Linked DNA regions of Macaca mulatta: region 1 is linked to region 2. A link is a contact called in public Hi-C data. All regions are on one chromosome and are shown on one strand. The core of a region is the stretch at or near the end of the contact, and the rest is flanking DNA. Distances in the headings are between cores, read along the strand shown. Region 1 holds the start of XPC (XPC complex subunit, DNA damage recognition and repair factor). Region 2 holds the start of TMEM43 (transmembrane protein 43).

Region 1 (5,996 bases), core at 2,723-5,222, 54 kb after region 2:
CATACAACCACGAGATAATTGTTAAGTAACTTAGGGCAGAGCCACACAACAAAATATAATTGAGTCATCCTTTAAGATAAAGAAAAACGATAGATGATGTAATGTTAATCATGCAAAGTTGATTTTACAGCATGCTTTCTGCTATGTAAAAAACAGACTAGAAGGAAACAGACCATTATTTCATGGTGGCTATTTCTGGATGGCAGAAATATGGGTGACTTTCTATTCTTTGCTATTCTTTGGTCCCTAAGCACCTAGAGACTCTTTTCCAGGACTCTCCAAAATCTTGAGTGATCTAATATGCCTAACCAGCCTCCTCGAGCTCAGCGTTCTTTCAGTAGGGCAGGAATTACCACTGTGGTCTGCTTGCCCATCTACTGGGATGTAATAAGAACACCAGAGTAAACCTTCTAGCAGCAACTCACAGCACTCAGAATAAAATTCCAACTCCTTAGCTTGGTATCCAAGCTCAGGCCCCTGCCCACTTCTCCTACCCAGCCCCTCACTCACTGTGTCCAGCCAACTGGCCAAGTTCATTCCCTCCTAAGAGTGTTTAAACACTGTCCTCTCTGCCTAGAACTCTTTTCCCCAGAACTTCCTATGAATGGCTCAAAATTACACTAACTGCCTCAAAATGCCATCTCCTTACAAAGGCCTTCCCTGACACTGATTCCCATTTAGCTGCCCCTTCCCAGCCCCATTTAAATTTGAGGGTTTTTTTTTCCCCCATCTATAGAAGCATTTTCTGCTATGTACCCAAGTAAGTTTTATCACAGCAGTCTTAACACAGGGTGATAGCTCTTACCATTATGTGAATCTGTTTTTTTTTTAACTTGTTATCTGTTCTACTTACCCCTCCCCACAGATTATAATCATGAGAGCAGGTGCCTCACCTGTCTTGTTCACCACTATTATCCTAGTACCTGGAACAGTGCCTGAAAATAGTAGGCGCTCAATAAACAGCTGTTGAAGGAGTTAACGGATTATCACCGAAGGTGTTAACATAGAGAAGAAATGCAAAGAAACCAGAGGTGCTTTAGTAACACAAAGGAAATCATGTGGAAGCCTGTTTTCTTTTTTCCTATTTGTCGAAAGCAGCCAAGTATCACCTTCATTTGCATGTACAGGGGTGCTGTTAAAACCTACACTATTACAGTGTTAGAAACTACACTGACAGTCACCAAATTATTGTCACCTGCAGCCCAAACCACACTTGCTAAGTCTATGCTTCCCCAACAAACCACCAAACCACAACAAAAGTTGTAACTCTGCAGATTGGAAGCTGCCTTGGGAACTGACTGCTACCTCCTCTGGCTAGCAGAGTAAACTTGGGTGCATCCTTACCTCCATTTAGGCTGAATGACACCAGCTAGCCCAACTAATTACCTAACATGGGTAAAGCTAAAGCTCTTGGCTTTATATGCTATCCCACTGAAAACTTACAGCCACCCTGCAAGGCAGTTATTATAGTTCATAGAAGAAGTTTAGAAGGGCTAAAATACTTGTCCAAAATAATTCACCCAAGTGCATATAACTAAGAATTGAAGCTCTACCAAGCTGGAACCCAGGTGAAGTGTTGAGCTGGGAGGAATGCAGGTAGCATTTCCATCAGATTACAACAATTTTTAATTGCCATATATGCAAATTACATTCTGACTAGAATACCAGCCCCTTTTTTGTGACCCCTTGCTAAAATAGCAACCATCCTTTAAATCACAGATCAAACAACTTCAGAAAGCGTTCCCCGATCATGCTAGTCAAACTTGATTAATCCTTTGGAAGCTACAAAGCCTTGTACCTTCTTCCACAGTATTTAGCACACTCTGCCTTGCATGTCTTACATGCAAATGTCATGTCAACACTACTCTATGATCCTCCAAGATACGCTTATCTCCCATGTCACCTCATTCATGTGCAGCACATAGTACTCAAAATATGTTTTTTGAATGAACGAGTAAATGAATAAAATGGAACCCGAAATACTACATATGAGGTAAATCACCTTCTAAGTTTAGGAATTATTACCATTTGACTATTTTCTAATGGATGATGAACTTATAATCGGTATAGAAACACAGAATCGAGTGTGATAGCCTTTGCTGGTTACCTAATCTACCCAGTTATTTCAGGAGACCCAGAAATTCCTTCTACAGCCTGCATTTTGCAATTATTTAAAATATTTATTGGCCAGGCACAGTGGCTCATGCCTATAATCCCAGCACTTTGGCAGGCCGAGGCGAATGGATCACCTGAGGTCAGGAGTTAGAGACCAGACTGGCCAACATGGCGAAACCCCATCTCTCCTAAAATACAAAAATTAGCCGGGCATGGTGGCAGTCACCTGTAATACCAGCTACTCAGGAGGCTGAGGCAGGAGAATCGCTTGAACCTGGGAGGCAGAGGTCATGCCATTGCACTCCAGCCTCAGCGACAGAGTGAGACTCCATCTCGAAAAAAATAAAAAATAAAAAATATTTATTTAGCACTTAGCCCTACCAATCGACGGGCCCCGCATCCACAGATTCAACCAACCACAGATGAATATATTTCGGGAAAAATAAAACCCACAAATTTTAAAACTATAGTATGACAACTATTTCCATAGCATCTACATTGTATTAGATATTACAAGTGATCTAGAGATGATTTAAAGTATGTCGGAGTATGCGCATAGGTTACATGGAAACACTAGGCCATTTGATACAAGGTACTTGAGCATCACAGGTTTTAGTATCCACGGGGTATCTGGGAAGGACTACCTTAGTTTGCTCAAGGAATGTCTGACTTGAGATTTGAAGAAATCATACCTGGCAAAAGCCATGGTGGGGGGTCACTCTAGGCCGAAGGAATATCAAAGGAAAAGGCTCAAGAAATAACTTGGCATATTTGAGGAAGAGAAAGGAGGCCAATGAGGAGGGTATCTGGCAAGGAAACAAGTGGTAGGAGAAACAGGAGAGGTAGCAAGAGCCAAAACACGTAGCATCTTGCAGGCCAGGATAAGACAACTGGATTTTAAACTAAGAGCAATGGAAAACCAAGGAGAGTTTAAAGCAGGAGCATGGCATGATTTTTTTTTTTTTTTTTAAAGATTATTTGCGTTGCTGGATGCAGAGCTGGGAGGCCAGTCAAGAGGAAACTGCAGTCACTCAACTGAAAGGTGATGGTGACTTGGACAGGGGTTGTGGCCATGGAAATGAAGAGAAGTGGACAAATTTGAAATACAGTCTGAGGCTGAACTGACTGGACTTGCTGACGGGACTGGATGTGTGCACATAAGAAAAAGGTGGACTTTGTTTTATAACAAGTATTGGGACTGGAAAAACGGAGGAAAGCATAGATTTGAAGGGGAAGACCATGAGCTCTGCACTGTCCACGACAAATGTAAGAAGCCTATCCAATATCCACGAGGGGAAGTCAGGTGGGATCCCACTGTGGAACTCTGGGCGAGACTCAGCTGAAGTTATCATTCGGGAGTCAGCACACTGCATCACTCTACGTCCTGGTCCGTCCGTCCGTTTTCCTGGGACACAAATAACTGCCTTCTCCGCGTTCAACCCTGAACATCTGCGCTGTATCCTCTGGACAACGGGGAGCGGGAAAGAAGCTACGCAGGAGCTTGGGTCGGGCGAGGCTCACGGGAAGCCGCTCTGGGTGCAGAGGACAAAGGCGCAGGGACAGCGGGGAGGGCCGGCCGCGGCCTGCCGTGCTGCCCCCACTGCGCGGAACGCGCGCAGCAACCTCCTCCCGGCCTCCGCGTCTGGACTCCCGCCGCCCCTGCCTCTGGGCCTCCTCCGCCCACCGGCAGAGTCTCCCGCGAAGCCCGCTGGGCCACGCTCTCACCCTCCTCCTCCTCACGCCGGGTCTTGCTCTTGGCCTTGGACTTCTGGCTGCGCGTTTCGCGTCCCCGCGGCTCCCCGCCGGCCGCGCGCTTCCGAGCCATATTGCTTGTCGGGGAAAAATCCACTTCGCGAGTGACGCACCAGGCCGCGATGCGTTAGAACGCAGGCCCCGCCCCGAGGCGGGCGCGTCTGGCCACGCCCCTTCGTTGGAGGCCTAGTCACGCCCCCAAAGGAAGCTCCGCCCCATACCCGTGGCCACTAAAAAACCGCGGGAAGCAGGCAAGAGCACAGCAGGTTTCTATTTCCGGTGTATTGTAGCATCACGTTTCCGGAGCTCGGCGTTGCTCTTGTGTTCTCGCGAGAGGCGGGAAAGGGCGCAGGGTTTGAAACATGGCGGACGACGTAGACCAGGTGAGTGAATTTTAAGGCGGTGGCTCGGCGCCGCTTCTTGTACTAAACTGCTTTTTCCAAACGCAGGAAAAATGGCCAGTCGCGCCTCTTCTTTCCAAGTCACACGGCCTAATCCGCCCCATCCTTTCCGTAAACACCCCTGTCCGAATTTTGCTGCAGGCCCTGAGGTCTTTTCCGTTAGAAGGCCACCTGATGACTATTCATCACACTCTTCGCTTTGTTTTTTTAAATCTGTAAATTATTATGCGTGCCTACCTCACGGAGCTGTCAGGATTCCAATAGAAAGCCAGATAATAAAGTTAGGAGTTGTTATTACTGAGCACAACAATTATTTACTCATTCAGCAGAGAGAGTGAACATCAGCTTTGTATGGTTAGACACTGTTCTAAGAGCCAGGGACACTGACATCGATATATAAGTGATCCTTGCCATGACTTGGAGCTTATATTCGCGAGGAGAACAGATAAATATAAATATGTAAGATTTATAGGAACTGTGATGTGCTATGAAGGAAACAAGGAACTGGTATGCAGAATAACAGATGGTCCTAGAAGCTTTTTCACCTGGTCTTTTTCTTCCTCAAATATCTTTGGAGATCATGCTACAACTTAAACTTTCTACTGAAATCTCACCTCCTCAGAGAGGACTTCTGCCCAAATAGCACTCCCCCTACTCTGCTTACCCTGCCTCATTTTTCTTCATAGAACGTTATTTTTTCATATTAAATGTATGCATCTTTGTTTAATGTGTATCTCTCCTGACTAGAATGTAAGTGCCATAACAGTAGGCATTTTGTTTTGTTCATTCTTTTGTCCTTGGGGTTTAGAACAGTGCTGGAAATACTCAACAAATATTTGAGTGAATGAGTTAGATGATCAGAGGAGGCCTCTTTTAAAAGCCAATGTATAAAGCTACAGGATGAAAAAGAACAGAAAGTGGGCATCCCAGACAGAGGCTTAGGTAGCAGTAGAGCTCTGTCATGTGCATATTCTTACAGTATTATAATTATTCATATGCCTATCCACATTAGAATGAGCTCCTTGAGGGTGGAGATTGTGACTTCTGTATCATTGTAATCTAACAGTTGGTTATCTGATCCTTTAACAAACACCTGTTGAACTGAGGGACATAGGGACCAGTTGAGTTAGGTTATTTTTTTTTCTCTCATCGGGCCTTTTGAATCTTTAGCGCCTGTTACGAATTCAGTTACCTTCCTCCACTGGCCTTGTGTACTTACTAAAGAAGCTCTCCTTGAATCATCTAACTCTTTAATGGCTGCAACCCTCCCTTCCATGTGGGTGACCCCAAGTCATCCTAGCCCTGACCTCTAAAACCAGTGTTTCCAGCAGTTCTTTAATAATATAATATTAGTAGGAATCTTTTCTTTTCTTTTTTTTTTTTTGGATGGAGTCTCACTCTATCGCCCAGGCTGGAGTGCAGTGGCGTGATCTCAGTTCACTGCAACCTCTGCCTCCTGGTTCAAGCGATTCTCCTGTCTCAGCCTCCCAAGTAGCTGGGACTACAGGCACGTGCCAGCACGCCTGGCTAATTTTTGTATTTTTAGTAGAGACGGGGTTCACCATGTTGGCCAGGCTGGTCTCAAACTCCTAACCTCAGGTGATCTGCCTTTCTCAGCCTCCCAAAGTGCTGGAATTCAGGCCTGAGCCACCACGCCCAGCCAAAAGGAACCGTTTCTAAGTATTAATATTTTCTGCTTTCCTGGCACTGTTTTAAATGCATTAACTA
Region 2 (5,574 bases), core at 28-2,527:
ACACTGGAAACCAGGGCCTGGAGGGGTTAGGTAGGAGCTTAGGGCCAAGGAGTCAGTTTGTGGCAGTGTGTGGGGAGGCCCTCCGACCTGTGGCTTGGGTACTTCTGAGCTCTTGGGTAGAGTAACATCAAGGAAGCATTAGGTGGTTGGAGCTCAACTTTGGGGTGGGAGGTAGGCAGGGTTCTCCCTGCAATCCACTGGGCACTAGATTGGAAAAGGCTGTTCTGGGGTCACAATGCCCAGGCTCAAACCCCGGTTCCACGATTTGCTGGCTGAGTGGCTTTAGCCAAGTCTCCTGTGTCAGACTTTACTCTTCAGTAAAATGTGACCAGTAACAGAGTCTGACTTACAAAGGGCGCAGCGAGATCAATGAGACAAGCCACGTAAGTTTCCTTGAACAGTGCCTGATAGGTAGCAGGGGGCTCAAAAACATTCCCGTTAGTAGAACTCCTAGCACAACTCCTAGCACCCCAGCACAGCACACGCTACCCCCAGTAGCAACTTTTCGGGACCCGCCTTTTAAAGGCGCGTGCAAAATGGCAACACGTGGGGTATGGCAGGAGCGGTAGTAATAATTAACATACATTCCCAGTTACGAGCCACACGCAACGTGCTCGGCATTTCCCGTGCCCCAACCCGGCCTAGTTTACGACTTCCCACGCACAGGCCCCTCTGAGGTCAGGGTTCGGGCTTCACTGTGACCTTGGACCAGTCCCGTTCCCCCGAGAGCTTCGGTTTTCTCATTCGCAAAACACGAGTGGCGACCCCCCAGCCTGCCCGCCTCCGAGTGTCCCAGGGTGGGCAACCGGGCCGCGCCTCGGGTGGCCCGCGCCTGCGGCGTGGTAGCGGGGCGCCGGGGCCCGCGTGTCTCCCGCAGGCCCTCGTAGGCCGGTCTCCATGGCAGCCCGCCCTCCCTACCTTCCTGCCGGCAATAGGACATGGCTGCAGCCCGTCCCTGAGACCTTGCAGAAGCGGCAGTGGCGGTAGCTGCAGCTTTACGCCGTGACCTCCTCTCCTCAGGCAGGGCGGGCGCCTCCGAAGCCCGCGCGGACCCGCCCCCTCCAGGCCTGCCCGCCGCGCGCCTGCCTCGGCGCCCTCTTAACCGCGGCCAGGCCCACCTCAGCCGGAAACTACATTTCCCAGCAGGTCGCGAGCCCCACAGCAGCTCGCCAGGCAGTAGAAACTACATTTCCCAGAAAGCTTTGCAGTGCGCAGGCGCATCAATGAGGTACTGTAATGTCCCTGACCCGTTTCCAGGTCTCGCCGTGCGCATGCGCAGAAACACTGGGCACACGGGGCGGTAACTGCAGTAAGTCCCGCCTGGTCTTGGAGTCCACGCGGATTTTCGAAGCTGGGGCTGGCAAGAGGCCGCTGGACTCCGCGCTCCAGTCGTCAGCCCACTTCCTAGCTGAACAGCGCGAGGCGGCGGCAGCGAGCCGGGTCCCACCATGGCCGCGAATGTGAGTGTCCCCTGGCCAGCCGGGCCACACCCAGGCTTCTCCGTCGCCCTGGGGCTCTTCCCCGGGGCCCTCTGGGTCCGTTTCGCCGTCTGGAGCTCCTCCCTGCGGCTGGGCCCGCATCTCCCTCTGCGCGCCGTGTCGGTGCCTTCGCCAGCTCATCCCTCTGTTAATCTCTCGAACCGTCCAGACTTCTTTTGTCCGTGTTCTTTGGTCCGCCTAGTCCTCGGCGTTCGTGCGGAGGCGGACTCGGAGGTGTTGCTCCCGCACTACGATCTGCTTGTACGCCTCTCCGCGGCTCCTCCTTGCATTCCTAGTTCCCTCCTGTATCTTGGGGCCCTGAAGCCGTCCCAAGGTTGCGCATTATGAGAGCTGGACGGGAGCTCAGAGAGGGGGCCATTCCCTTGGGAGGGAGGAAGGCGACCCAGCCCAAGTGGAGCTGTCCAGCAATGGACGGATAGGGCTGTCCAGGCGGGCAGAGAGCTCCCCGCTCTAGGGAGGCTGTGTAAACCGAGGCTGTGATGCTGCAAAAAGCTTAGGCTGGGCTGGGAGCGAAGGAGTTAGGGGGAGAGGGAGCATTTCTCTACTGTCGGGGCCCCTCCTCCTCCTAGCAAGGATTTGGTTGGAGAAGGCCTGGCTGAGGGCTGTTCCTTCAAGGCCTCTTCTCCCTGCAACTAGCCTTTCTCGGGAAACTATTTAAGCCCAACATTCATTCAGCACACCAAGCAGCGCCTCCTACCAGGGCGCTGGATGTGGGAGAAGCTGGTGACTCACTTCTCCCCTCCTCTGTGAAAGTGCTTCTAGGGCCTGCTTAGGAGCCCAGCCAGCCCCAGACACACCCTCCCTCCTGCTTTGGTAGAGTGTCCTAGCAGCTCTCCCCTTGCCTGTCACACCCTATTTCCAGACGCCGCCTCTGTCCCCAAGCGTCCTCTCTGCCTCCCACACCCCTTGAGAGGCCAGGGTGTGCATCACCCACAGTCCTAGTACACTCTGTCTCGGGTTAGTATCATCTACACTCCCAGGACACTTTGGGCCCACAGGAGGGTTAGAAGCCTTGAATGGTGTACCTAGAAAGGCCTCAGAGGTATTCCGAGAGACTCAGGCTCGGCCAGGAGAGAGGGCAGACAGGAGACCAGCCTGTTTGTAGTATGTGGACTCTGTCTGCTCCCATCACCACCACCACCATATTTTACAGATGGTGAACTTCCCCAGCAGGGGAAGGCACCTGCCCAAACTCTTGTGGCCAGCTTGGCATGCTGCAAAGGGCAGGCTTTGGAGTTAGGGAGACCTGGGGGCAATCCAGATTCTTCCACCCAGTAGATGTGTGGCTTTCATCTCTCCAGGTTTATGTAGCCTCATGGATCAGTTACTGTGACATTTAAGGGAGACTGCTTAGCACAGTGCCTGGTGTGTCGTAGGTACCTAATACTTGAAAACTAGCCTGTCATTGCAGAGGGGAGCACAGATGGTCCCAGTGAATAGAGATCGTCTTGGGTACATTGAGACCTGGCCCCTCACCAAGGAACATACATGCATTTGAGTATCCTCTGCTGCCAAGCATTTGTTGATTCATCCAGTAGCTGGGTATACATTTACAGCAGCCACTAGGCTGGGTGAGGAAGAAGATAGTGGGATGGAGTAGGGAGGCAACAGAATTCTCAATCAGTATAGCAGCAGCAGTACCGATGGTGAAGGTACTATTCCCCTCTCTACTTTATAAGTGAGTAAACAGAATCAGAGAGGTAGAGCAATTTACCCAGGCTTCACAGCAAGTGATTGGTGAACCTGGGCATCGAACCCAGTTCTGTTCATTTCCAGGGCTTATGTGTCAGCCTCTGTTCCCACCACTCATTGCTCATTTCTTCTGAGTCCTGAGTGCTGGGACTGGGAGGGGATGTGTCACTGGGGATGTCTGTGTGTGTGTGTGTTTACATTTGTGTGTATACATGTAATATATATGTATATATAAATATGTGTGTATATATAGATCCTTTATGATCCTCCATGTTTACTGGGAATTTTGGTTCAGAATGTGGGCTGGGTATGTCATGTCACTGCCTACCTCATCCCTCCCCTAGCCTGAGGGGCACCCTCCTGTACCTCTCTTCCTTCCCTCCAAGGCTGTCTTTGAGCCCCTTATCTTGATGCTGGCTGAGGGGACGCCCAAGAGGAAGCCACGCCTCCTTTTCCTGTTGCTGCCTGCAGCCGGCACCCAACATTCAACTCACATTGTAGCCCAAGAGCTGGGGAGCACAGACTGGAATGAGTAATAGGAGAGTAGTCTCCAGTCTGCCCAGATGTGAATCCTAACTCTTCCTCTTAGAAACTGTGTGATCTGGGAAGATGACTTAACCCAAGCCCGATTTTCTTATCAGTGAAATGGGGTGGTTATGGCATCCAGCTCTTTGGGCTTGCGTGTGGGCTGGCCTGTGATAGACCGGCGTGTTTGCCATTGTCATCATTATGATGGTCACCTGCCTGCCTGTGGTGATTCCCTCCCTTAATGTTTCCAAATGGTATAGAAAGTCAAGATGACTTCTGGATTCATGGACATCTGGTCACTGGAGGCCTTGGCTGGTGATATTCAAAGACAATCAGAACGTGACATCAGCTTTGTCCAAGCAGAGACTCTGACTCAAATCACTCCTCTGGCCCCTAGTGCCAGGATGGGGCACTGTCTTAGCTGGGCCCCACTTTATATCTTTGTGACTTTTGTCAGCTCACTCCCAGCCTGGTGCCAGCCCACTATCAGTTGTAGAGAAATCTGGTAACATTCCCACTAGCTAACATGTGTAGAGTGCTTACCAAGGCCTCGGCCCTGAGCCCCCCAATAACTATGTTCTTTGCTTCTCACCACAACCCTATGCACAGAGGAAATGGAAAGCACAAAGTGGTGAAATTGCTTTTGCCCAAGACCCTGTAGCTGGTGTGTGGCACAGCATAGATTCAAACCCAGTTCTTCTGGCTCCAGAATCCTGCCCTAGACGATGACGCTTTTGATCAGCAGTGGATGCACCCCAAATCATGCCTGTGTTATTGACCAAAGCCTGATCCACTCACCCTTGAGTTTGAGGCCCACTGTGAACCTGCCCAGAAATGCCTAGCTCCAAGCCCTTTCTTCCTCCATCCCTCCCACAACCCAGCCAAAGCAGATAGGCAGCTGCTCCCCCAGGACCACTTCCTACTTCTTCATCACTGCTGACATGGTTCTCCCTTTAGGGATGCTCTTCCCCTAAGGTCTGTCTCTAAGATTCCACTCAAATGCCCCCTCCTCCAGGGAGCCTGCCTTGATACCCCAGCTGGAAGGGGTCACTCCTTGAGCACTGAGTCCACCCCTCTCACAAGACACTCTGTATGACCTTCTAGTATTGTTTATGGTTGTGACCTCACTGCCCTAAGACTGTCTACTTCTGACCCCACAAGGGCTAGCACTGCCCTCAGAAAGCTCAGCCACTGTTTGCTGAATTTAATTAAAAATACCTCTCTAATAACCTCTTTGTAAAATAGCCTGGCAGTTTCATAAACACACATCTTCTCTGTGAGCCAGCAGTTGTACTCCTAGGTATATTCCTACAGGAGATGAAAGCACACGTCTGCATAAAGGTTCATGTATGAATGTTCACAGCAGCGTTATTCATAATAGCCAAAACCTGGAAGCTGCCAAGATACCCATCCACTGACGAATGATTCAGCACATTGTGGTATAGTCATAAATGGAATACTACTCAGCCCTGAAAAGGAACAAACTCCTGATAAACACCACAACGTGGACGAATTGCAAAAGCAGTGCTCTGAGTCCAAGAAGCTGGGCAGAAAGGAGTTGGTGCCCTGATTCCATTTTTCTCAAGTTCTAGAAGAAACAAAACTAATCTACAGTGGGAGAAATTCAAATTCAGATTCTCCCCATCCCTACCAGTTACCTCTGGTTGGTGGAGAGGGGGAGAGTTGGCAGGAAAGGGGCACAAAGAAACTTTTTGGGGAGATGGAAATATTTTGTACCTAGCCAAACTGCACATTGAGTATCTGTGTGTTTTTACCACATACAGTTAAAACTAAAAACAAAACAAAAAAAACTGAGTATAAATAAATAGCAAATTTCATTTATTTTTAAAAAACT

Evidence for each region. A called contact is a pair of places that touch in the nucleus more often than the background predicts.
Region 1: a contact with region 2 is called in a Hi-C map of cortical neurons, with 3 times the contacts expected there. The contact joins the promoter of XPC here to the promoter of TMEM43 in region 2. A contact is called at or near these places in 5 of 14 Hi-C or Micro-C datasets (CD4 T cells, blood, cortical neurons and 2 more).

The regions. Positions count from the first base shown.
Region 1 is chr2:152,977,679-152,983,674 of T2T-MMU8v2.0, forward strand. XPC (XPC complex subunit, DNA damage recognition and repair factor) reads right to left here and starts at 3,973. Exons shown (of 16, transcript XR_013414215.1): 1 at 3,841-3,973. It overlaps LSM3 (LSM3 homolog, U6 small nuclear RNA and mRNA degradation associated), which reads left to right and starts at 4,177. Exons shown (of 4, transcript NM_001261364.1): 1 at 4,177-4,250. The coding sequence starts at 4,230.
Region 2 is chr2:152,926,568-152,932,141 of T2T-MMU8v2.0, forward strand. It overlaps TMEM43 (transmembrane protein 43), which reads left to right and starts at 1,278. Exons shown (of 11, transcript XM_077993533.1): 1 at 1,278-1,460. The coding sequence starts at 1,449. It overlaps CHCHD4 (coiled-coil-helix-coiled-coil-helix domain containing 4), which reads right to left and starts at 1,022. Exons shown (of 3, transcript NM_001198709.1): 1 at 919-1,022. The coding sequence starts at 940.